Linked DNA regions of Mus musculus: region 2 is linked to region 1. A link is a contact called in public ChIA-PET data. All regions are on one chromosome and are shown on one strand. Each heading gives the region's core, a stretch centred on a gene start, on an enhancer-like site or on the middle of the called end of the contact. The rest is flanking DNA. Distances are from core to core; before and after follow the strand shown.

Region 1 (4,877 bases), core at 1,749-4,248:
CTAGCCTTGGTCTCATGGTGTTGGTGCCCCAAGTTTTGTTGTTGTTTTGTTTTAATAACTGTGATTAAAAAGAAACATTTCTTAGGCTTATATTTAATGTTTTGATAAGATTTTATATGCAGACAGATTAAAATATTATAATTTTTGTACTTTTTATATATTGAAATTGAAAGTATGAAAGCATTTGTGACATTTTGTGATTTATTTTTTAAAACTGATTATATATGTTTACAATGAGTTCCCACAAAATAGATTTGTGATACCTGGTTTTTTTTTTTGTTTTGTTTTCTTTTGTTTTTTTTTAGTGAGAGCAAATGTTTGTTTCTTGATCCATGATAAACTTCAGGTTAAAATGAGCTACAAATTGGGCTTTGGGCCCAAGGAAAGGAGCAGAAATAGCCTTAAGAGTTGGCTATGGCAGACATTCTGTGAACAGGTCGCTACTTGATCCTCTGAGAATCAAAGTCAGGGTGTTTTATCTTATGTACTGTAATGATTAAACAACAACAGAAACACAAAGCATGAGAGAGGAGGAGGGGGACAAGACACGGACTTGGTCACTGTCATCCCCTGAGAGTGATGCTGACTTCGGAACTTTCTATATTCACTCTCAAATGATGCTCTCTCTTTGACGCTCTATGTCAGTGTTTCTGCCTCTGCCTTTTGACAGACATAGGTAATATCAGGAGTCTTTTTCCTTTTCTTAGAAACCTCACTCAGGTCAATCTGTGCCTTTACGTGTTGACTTTAAAACGTCAAAGAATAGGGTCTGGAGAGATGGCTTAGTGGCTAAAAAGAGCCTTACAGAGGATTTGAGTTTCGTCCTCAGCATCTGAGTGGCATGGCAGCTTGCCGCCATCCATAACTCTAGTCCCAGGGAGCCTGGTACCTTCCTCTGAGTTTGCATGCACATACACACAGGCATGAACACTTGTGTGTAAACAATGTGCTTCTAGTCATTTTGGCAACTATTTTGCAAAAATAGACAGGAGTTGTAACATTTTGCCACAGCTTAATCTGGTTTTCTTTTTCAGTAGCTTTATTTCTGGGCATTGTAACAGGTCAGGTGTGTCAGTACTTGGGCATTGCCATGTTCACCTCTCACTACACAGCTTGCCTAGTATAGAATGTGTTTGTGTGTGTCTGGCACATCAGCACCCCCTGAGCCACCAGAACAACCCCACAGTTGGGACTTCACTGTGAAGCTGTAGCTCCCAGCACCAGCAAGCCCGTGCACCCACAATGAAAACAGTGGTCGTCTTTTGAGAGAGCTGTTTTTCATGTTCATTTCTGGAAAGAATCATGGATCTGTCAGATTGCTATGTGAGAGCTGTGAGAAGCTAAACAATTAAAACATTTCTGGTGAAATGTTCCCTGGGCTCCGAGTCAGTGTGTATGACAAAGACCAATGACATTTCTAATGCCCACCAAGCAGTGTACAGTCCTTCCCTTCTGACCTTCCTCCTCTTTCTGAAGCAGCCAATGACTGACTGTCCTTCAATGGCAGCTATGTTTCACACCTTCGCAGACATGCACATACACACAGCAGAACCCTCGTTGTGCCCTTGCTTACAGCAGATGCCTCCCAACAGCACCCTGTTTGAAGCAAGTTGGACTGTTTGACACCAAATGTGTGGGTGAGAAGCAGCGTAGGTGGCTATACTTAAATGGTTTAAAAAATCATATCATTTGAATGCTAGTTTTCAAGGGTTTTAAAACACAGTTTACAAGCACAAAGACACTTTGTGAACTAGTTATGTAGTTTGCCAATAATATTTAGGGCTGAATTTTAGGGGAGTGTCCATGTGACAGGAAAATATTTGAATTTATGTCTTTTAAAAATATCTAGAAATGTAAGAGATTACAGATTTTAGGATATCTGATGGATTGTATCAATATATCTGAACATATACATAGTTACGATCCAGAGGCGATGCTGATCAATAACCGCCCAAATAGGATCTCACATTATCCTCTATTTGGGGATTCCCCACAATTAGATGTGTCATTTTTGGATTGGCTTTTCTGTCTAACCTGCAGTGGAATCCTACACATAAATCACATGGGATGCTTGTCTGATGAAGCCTGCAGCAAGACAGATGTCTTCAGATGACCCTGTGAGCAAGCTACCTTCACAGATTCCCCACTGGGTGACACTGCATGGATAGATGAGGTGCCAGTTTAGCCTCTGACTCATACCTGACTTCCATTCTCTAGACCTGTCTCCCATTAGGCAATCTGCAGTGTATCGCAGCTGGCAGAAGATAAAGGCACTGAGACTCACATAACCAGCAGAGTCTATCTCAGAAGACACATTTACCTGGCTCTGTACTATCAAGTCTCTCACTGAAACCTCAGTTTTACCCAGGAGGCCTTAGGCCCATATAAACTGTGACTGGCAAAGCTGACACTTCAGTCCAGACAGACTTCTGGCCCCAGGCCCACATTCTTGACCCAAGCACTATGAAGTCTCCAAGCTGCCCTGTGAAATCTGGGTCTAATCTTGAGCTACAATAGGGCGAGTGTGTTAGCGGCCCAGGGCAGATGGGAACCAGATGAGATGTTCACCTGGGCTGGCTCACATTTTCCCAGACAGCAGCAAGTTGCTCCCTTTTATAAGCCACAGCTGGCCCTGCCTAAGCTATATGATTTCTGATTTGAAAAAGAACTTTTCTTTCACCTCCCAATTCCTGTTCTCATACAAGCATCACTTTCCCAGATGTCCGTTGGCTTAGAAGTTCTGTGTCAGGGAGTTATTAAAGCTTTTGTGTAAACTACGTGAGTGGTTTAGAGTTTTAAGTGTCTTGTCTCAATGCACTGAAGGATGTCTGGATGGGAAATCACCCTTTCCCTCTCCAGTAATCATCTCTCATAATCATACTCTCACCTTCACAGAGTCACCTAACTTGGATCCAAGTGCTCTTGCAGAACTTAAGGAAGTAAAGGCCCCCAGACTTCCCATAAGTGATGTCTTGCATGACAGTTTGCATCACAGGAAGTGGTTTAAAGATAGAAACCCACAAAAATAACAGGAAGTAACAATCACTTTTCCTTAACATCTCTTAACATCAGTGGACTCAGTTCCCCAATAGAAAGACATTGATTAACAGACTGGCTACGTAAACAGGACCCAGCATTTTGCTGCATACAGGAAATGTACCTCAGTGACAAAGACAGAGACTACCTCAGAGTAAAAGGTTGGAAAACATTTTTCTAAGCAAGTGGTCCCAAGAAACAAGCTGGAGTAGCCATTCTAATATCCAATAAAATCAACTTTCAACCAAAAGTTATCAAAAAAGATAAGGAAGGACACTTTATACTGGTCAAATGAAAAATCAACCAAGAAGAACTCTCAATTCTGAATATCTATGGTCCAAATGCAAGGGCACCCACATTCATAAAAGAAACTTTACTAAAGCTCAAAGCACACATTGTACCCCATACAATAATAGTGGGAGACTTCAACACCCCACTTTCAGGAATAGACAGATCAGGGAAACAGAAACTAAACAGAGACACTAACAGAACTTATTAACCAAACGGATCTAACAATATCTATAGAACATTTCATCCTAAAGCAAAAGAATATACCTTCTTCTCAGCACCTCATGGTACCTTCTCCAAAACTGACCATATAATCAGTCACAAAACAGGCCTCAACAGATACAAGAAGATTGAAATTATTCCATGCACACTATCAGATCACCACAGACTAAGGCTGGTCTTAAATATCAATAAAAACAACAGAAAGCACACATACACGTGGAAGCTGAACAATGCTCTACACAATGATAACTCAGTCAAGGAAGAAAAAAAGAAAAAAAATGAAACGCTTTTTAGAATTTAATGAAAATGAAGACACATCATACCAAAATTTATGGGACACAAGGAAAGCAGTTGTAAGAGGAAAACTCATAGCTCTAAGTTCTCCCAAAAGAAATTGGAGAGAGCTTACAGGAGCTTGACAGCACACCTGAAAGCTCTAGAACAAAAAGAAGCAAATACACCCTAGAGGAGTAGATGGCAGGAAATAATCAAACTCAGGGCTGAAATCAACCAAGTAGAAACAAAACCAACTCTACAGAGAATCAAAATCAGAAGCTGTTTTTTTGAGAAAAATCAACAAGGTAGATAAACCCTTAGCCAGACTAACCAGAGGGCACAAAGACAGTATCTAAATTAATAAAATCAGAAATGAAATACAACAAAATATATCTTAAAATGATTCTGTTTGTTGAATATTAACAGTTGAAAATACTAAAATCATGTTCTACAAACAATAAAGCCAACCAACCAAACAAAAAAAGATAGAAATCCTCAGAGACACAGTAGGTACATATCCACTGTAAGAGTCACAAGCAGCCCATAGCACTCATACTGGGACAACAAAAGTAGCCTACAATCTTGTCAGGACGTTTTATTGGTAAGGCTATTGCTTGGGATGCTGATTTAAGGTTTTAGAGAATGTCTAGAAATCAAGAATAGAAACAAACACACATAGGTTTCAGGCACACAGAACTCATGGCTTGGCTATTTATGTCTTGTACCACCGTGGACGCTTTCCCTCCCACTAGGATGGGAAGGTGGTAGGCAGGGCTCTGGTGTTAGCAAGAGTTGAGTCTGTGTCCTGGCTCTGACCATGATCCCATAACTTAGGCCCTATTCGCTTAAGAATCCTCATATTTTCAATGGGGAAGGTTATGTATACCAGGTAGGGCTTTTGAAAAACAAATGACCTAACCATGGATGAACTTCCCCTTTTGCAGCTGCTCTACTTAACTGATATGCCGAGAGGCATATTGCTTAGGAGTCCCATGAGCAAGCTGCAAATCCCCGGGAGTGCTAGCCACCTGCCTGCTTTCTGCCACTGCAACTTC
Region 2 (4,877 bases), core at 627-3,126, 150 kb after region 1:
AAGAGAAATACTGTAGTAACCTGTGACCTAAGCATCAACACAGAGTGAACAGGGGACCAAATGAGGCTTTTGTCTCATCTCTGTGTCATGCTCAGATAAACACAGTTCATTCCTGACCCTGAGAAGACTCCCCCCACCCCACCCCCGCCCCCAAATACTGCTGACTGAGATGTTGCTGGTTTGGGGAAGGAGTTGCTTGACAGCCTTAAACTTGCCCATCCCAGAGGGTCAAACCACCAATGGCCACACCGCCTGCTACTCTTTTTTCTCTTTTGCAGAAGAGAACAGGCCTACAAGAGCTGGCAATCTGTCAGTTCCCCAGCCCCCACACCTGCTTACAGAGCTATTCAGAGGAATGCAGACAGAGGGGGCCTGAAATAGAAGTATCTAAAGCAGCTCAAATGGAAAGTATTTGTTTAATAAATTCTGGCATTACTTCATGAACAATTGCCTGGGCTTGTTCTATTGTTTAGAGGCACATATCAACCCATAAAATGTTGACATATATCCAGTCCAGTTGCCCAACCCGCCTTTGTATCCAAGGGTCTCCACTGGTAACAACAGAAAACAAGCTTCCTTCATTTAGCTCACCAAAGCCAGGTAGTAAAGGGCATGAAAAAATATATAGTCTATGGAGATTTTGTATAATTCATGTATTCTCTTCTCACACTGGTGGTCAAGATTTTACTGAATTCTACAGTAGTCCTCAGGTTTAAAAAGTTCAATAAAGATATTGAAGTGTTTTATATTATTTTCTATCATAAAGTTCCATCCTCCCAAATTTAAAAAAAAAAAAAAGAAGGTGGGGCGAGTTATATAAAAGACGACAGAATGCCCAGTGACACAGACTTAGAAACCATTTCCTATGTTGAAGAACTCAAGCTGTCATGCTGGGCAGCGTCAATTCAGGCAACTTACTCCAGCTCTCTGTGACAGCTTCATCCCAGTAGAACAATGGCTCTAACCTTACAGAATTCTTATAGGGGTAACAAAGTCAAGTCCATGCAGCCTCAGTGAGCACTGCTTGCTGGTGTTACTGCTACGACTCAAGAAGCCTGGCTTTTTCTAGCCATTTCCACACATAGAATCACAATCAGTGTTTGTCATGACCATATTTTTATAGTAGAATAAAGGGAGAGTTCGCCTAATTCCAAGCCCATAACCAAAGCAAAACATTAGATAAATGGTTTAGCTGAGAAGCCAAACACTGCTCTGAAATAAGTGGGTCAGAGCGTGGACACACAGAAGGAAGCGTCAGTGGCCCTCGGGAGCATGTAGCTCAGTGTGCTCTGGTGCAGAGAGCATATATTATTTATTAACAAGAAACCCATCAATAAGTAAGAGGGTCAATACCATATACTCAGGTTAGGAATCTGAGCACTCTCATCCTGTTTGCTTTTCTATACTTCAATGATTTCCTGCAAAGACCATTTTAATACTGTAATAAAAATAAGGCAAGGCTGCAAGGTGTTTGTTTGGACCTAAGAGAACATAAGAGTCAGTAAAAGGCCTGCTGTTTATTCTGAGGGAACCAGAGGAAGCACGGAGGCAGGTGTCCTGCAGCCACCGTGGCCTGACCTCTTACCTTGTTTTCCATGTTCTGTTTTATAACTTCCTGCACCAGCACATCCGCCAGGGTCTTGAAATCTGCAGCAAACTTCTTGTTCTTCTCTGCACCTTTCTTCTCCTCAATGAGCAGCTGGAAGAGGGTCTCCTGCTGCCTGCACGCCCTGGCGATGTTAGCAGCCTTCTCGGAGACACAGAGCAGCTCCAGGAGGATGTCTGACATTTCTAAAGCCTGCTTCTTTCTCAGCCTCACCCACCCTCTGGCTCACAGCTGCAAGAACACAAGAATATGAAAGAGAAAGCAGTTCAGGGATGATGTCAGGGCGTCTCTCCCACTAACACATAGCTGGCAGCAACCTGTCAGGGAAGCTGACCTGCTAGTGAGTCACCGCACATTTTCAGCGTGCAAGACTGCAGTTACAATCTAAAGATTGAAACAAACGTATTTCTCAAAAGTCTTGTAAACCAATTACACTCTTAAAGAAACTGAATGTTCAGTGAAAGAAAAAGAAAAAGCCTTGAATTAGAATTTATGTTACAGGGCCATAGCAAGACAGAGTGTCACGACGTCCGAGGAAAGGCAGATTGCTACAAGGTCCTTAATCATGACACAGCTTTATCTCAATTACATTGACGTAATTCTCTTCTCTGTGAGAATGGTGAGGGATGACAATCATGCTGCCAGATCCATGTGCTAAGTGGATGAGCAGCAGGCATTGTGTCTTCCAGACTCTGAGGCCGGTCTTGGGCAAGCACTATAAAGCAGCTCACAGCCAACTCCACTCAAACATTCCAGGGACATATTCCATCTGCCACCAAGTAGCAGCCTACACACCAAAGCAAGGGGACTTACACCTTGTTGGACTTGAGAAGTTCTGTCTTCTAAGAACCATGTAGTATGCCTACATCATTATTTCTATTCTTTATTTCTTCTCTCTCTCTCTCTCTCCCTCTCTCTCTCTCTCTCTCTTTCTTTCTTTCTTTCTAGACCTGGCTGTCCTGGAACTCATTCTGTAGACCAGGGTAGCCTGGAACTCAAAAGATTCGTCTGCGTCTGCCTCCCAAATGCTAGGGCTAAAGGTGTGTGCACCACACCTGGCTCCTATCTACTGGTGCTGCCTCAAAATGCTTCTGTGGTCCTCTTCCTGTTCAAAGCCTGAGTCGTTCTGCTTCCTCTGTCGTGAGATTACCCTGCCCTGTGTGACATACAGTTTGGAAACGGAAGCTTAGAGGGTTGAGCAACTTCTAAAAAAGGTTACACAAGACTAAAACATGGGGCTCAGAACTGCCCCCACACACCCCACATCAGGTTTCTTTATTATCACAACAGTTTCCTCTATGAAAAGAAGCTTGAGGCTGGGAACCACTCAGCTGTGAAAACACTGATGTGGGGGTGTGGCAAACTGTTAGAGCCTGCTTGTCTTAAGTCTGTTCAAAAAACAATTTTTTTTTCTTCCTGAGGAAATATGTTCCTCAACAGAAATAAAGGAAAGATGACCAACACGGAGAGATGTCCCTTGTCACAACTGCAGTTGCTTTACTGCCAGTGGTCGTCTCTGGAAGGCAGTAGTAGACAGGTGCTAACTCCCTGACACTGGAAACACACAGGCTTCCAGGGAGCTGCTGTCATAACTGTACCAAATCCCACCCAGGGCCCTCTTTCCTCAGTCAGTAACCTTAAGTCTTTCCCTAATCTCTGGTAAGAAAATAAGAGTTAAAATATCTTCATACAAGGTAGATTAAAATTATTTAAAGTAGCAAAGATGTTAAATAAACATGTTTTGTTTTGCTTTTGGGGCAGGTTCGCTCTCACGTTGTCAGATCTACTAGATAATATAGAAGAATTCAAGCAAACAGGGCTCCTTAAAAGCCCTTTATTCTTTATTTCAGATTCAAACCTGTTAGAAGATTCATGTACTTTGTTCTGGACCTATACATTAAGAAAAGTGGCATTCATAGAGCCAAGCCACTTGAACTCAGAAATAATTTACTGCATCCATTATATAAATACTAGCCACAAATGATGTCATAGAACAACACAGAGATGCATGCATAGTCTCACTGTAGCACATGAGCCACAAGAGTAGAAAGGTGGTGACCATAACTTGATTTATTAGCAAACATTCTGCATTATTGTAAGAGCAAAGAGCCAATGAACCAAGGGTATATAATGTAAGTTCCTTCTCATTTGGAAGAAGCATGGTGACACAAAGGAATACACTCCGGACTTGAGCAAGTTATCACATTCAACAGCATTAAATCTAATCTTTATCCCTCCCCCCATCTTTTTTTTTTTTTAATCTGAAAAAATACTGTAAGCTTCGGGTAAGAAAATACTGGGTAAGTTTCCACCCAGCCACCCCAGGGAACCCAGAGTTCCCCCACTTTGGTCCTGACTTCTCCTAGTAATGGTCATTTCCCTGCCTGAGCGGATATTACAAGTACAGGATGTAGCAGGTATAGGAACCTGGGCCACGAGGCGAGAATGCTCAGCTGTGAGCTGCACACTGATGCTCCAGAGGTCTGGGCTCTAGACGTTCATAGTTCCACTTCTGAGTTTTCAGGTCCTGAGTCACCCTGCTGTGTCAACTGTACCCTCTTTTTCTTCTGGCCCAGGATACCACTGTCACATTTTGTCAGACTCCAAGTTCCTTGTCCAGTTTCAGTTGAGACTTTCTCCAGCCAGCATAACCAACACGGCACTTCTCCAGCTCACTTCCTTTCTCTGGGGCCCCAGGTCTCCAGAAAACAACCTACATACAGAACTTTCTGAATTTCCAGCAGTGCTCCAAGTCTGTAGTGCTCCACGTCTGTAGTGCTCCATGTCTGTAGTGCTCCAAGTCTGTAGTCCTTGCTTGGGAAAGATGAAAGCAGGTGGGTAGTTTTCGGCCAGCTGGGATAACATAGCAAGTTCTTTGTCTCCGTGTACAACTTTCTAATTAGATGGTTGACCTACTACTTGCTGGGAGGAAAGCTCATTTCTTCTCCCAAACTCACCCTTAAGGGTTTCTGTAAACTCCATTTTTATCTCTGCCCATTTATCTTAAGTTCATTCAAGCAAGTAAGAAAATAGCCTTGGGCATTTAACCCATACCTGGAATTCTTGCGACGAGTTGTATATGAAAAGAATTGGGGGCAACACTGGCACAAATTTCTTCAGGTTTCTATGGAAATTATCTTTCAAATAACTTTAAAACGCAAATGTAATTTATTTGCCTTACTCACTCTATACAGCCTCTGTTGGTAGGAGCCTTAGTGAAACCTTACAGGGAAGATGACTCACATTCAGGGTTAGGCAAGTTTGTTGTTGG

What was found. ChIA-PET counts read pairs in DNA pulled down with a chosen protein or histone mark.
Region 2: an RNA polymerase II ChIA-PET map of effector CD8 T cells shows a contact between it and region 1, with 199 read pairs. The contact joins two enhancer-like sites. A contact is called at or near these places in 2 of 15 datasets of contacts at CTCF or cohesin (large pre-B cells and pro-B cells), 50 of 484 Hi-C or Micro-C datasets (3T3-L1-derived adipocytes, the 63-12 cell line, the BV-2 cell line and 32 more), 6 of 115 datasets of contacts at active chromatin or transcription factors (CD8 T cells, the HPC-7 cell line, acute myeloid leukemia and 3 more) and 5 of 9 other capture datasets (adipose tissue, bone marrow-derived macrophages, embryonic stem cells and 2 more).

Annotation. Positions count from the first base shown.
Region 1 is chr1:52,650,548-52,655,424 of GRCm38.p6, forward strand. Nemp2 (nuclear envelope integral membrane protein 2) reads left to right here. Exons shown (of 9, transcript NM_001142647.1): 9 at 1-1,372. Among named protein-coding and RNA genes, the nearest start is that of Nemp2, 22 kb to the left of the region's middle. Within about 2 kb of position 2,999, at least 79 of the 459 cell types and tissues checked have an H3K27ac peak or open chromatin away from gene starts, as enhancers often do. A contact at or near this core is called in the 63-12 cell line, CD8 T cells, the G1E-ER4 cell line and 11 more, where this site is marked.
Region 2 is chr1:52,797,700-52,802,576 of GRCm38.p6, forward strand. Inpp1 (inositol polyphosphate-1-phosphatase) reads right to left here. Exons shown (of 6, transcript NM_008384.2): 2 at 1,586-1,837. The coding sequence starts at 1,789. Among named protein-coding and RNA genes, the nearest start is that of Inpp1, 18 kb to the right of the region's middle. Within about 2 kb of position 1,877, at least 252 of the 459 cell types and tissues checked have an H3K27ac peak or open chromatin away from gene starts, as enhancers often do. A contact at or near this core is called in the 63-12 cell line, CD8 T cells, the G1E-ER4 cell line and 11 more, where this site is marked.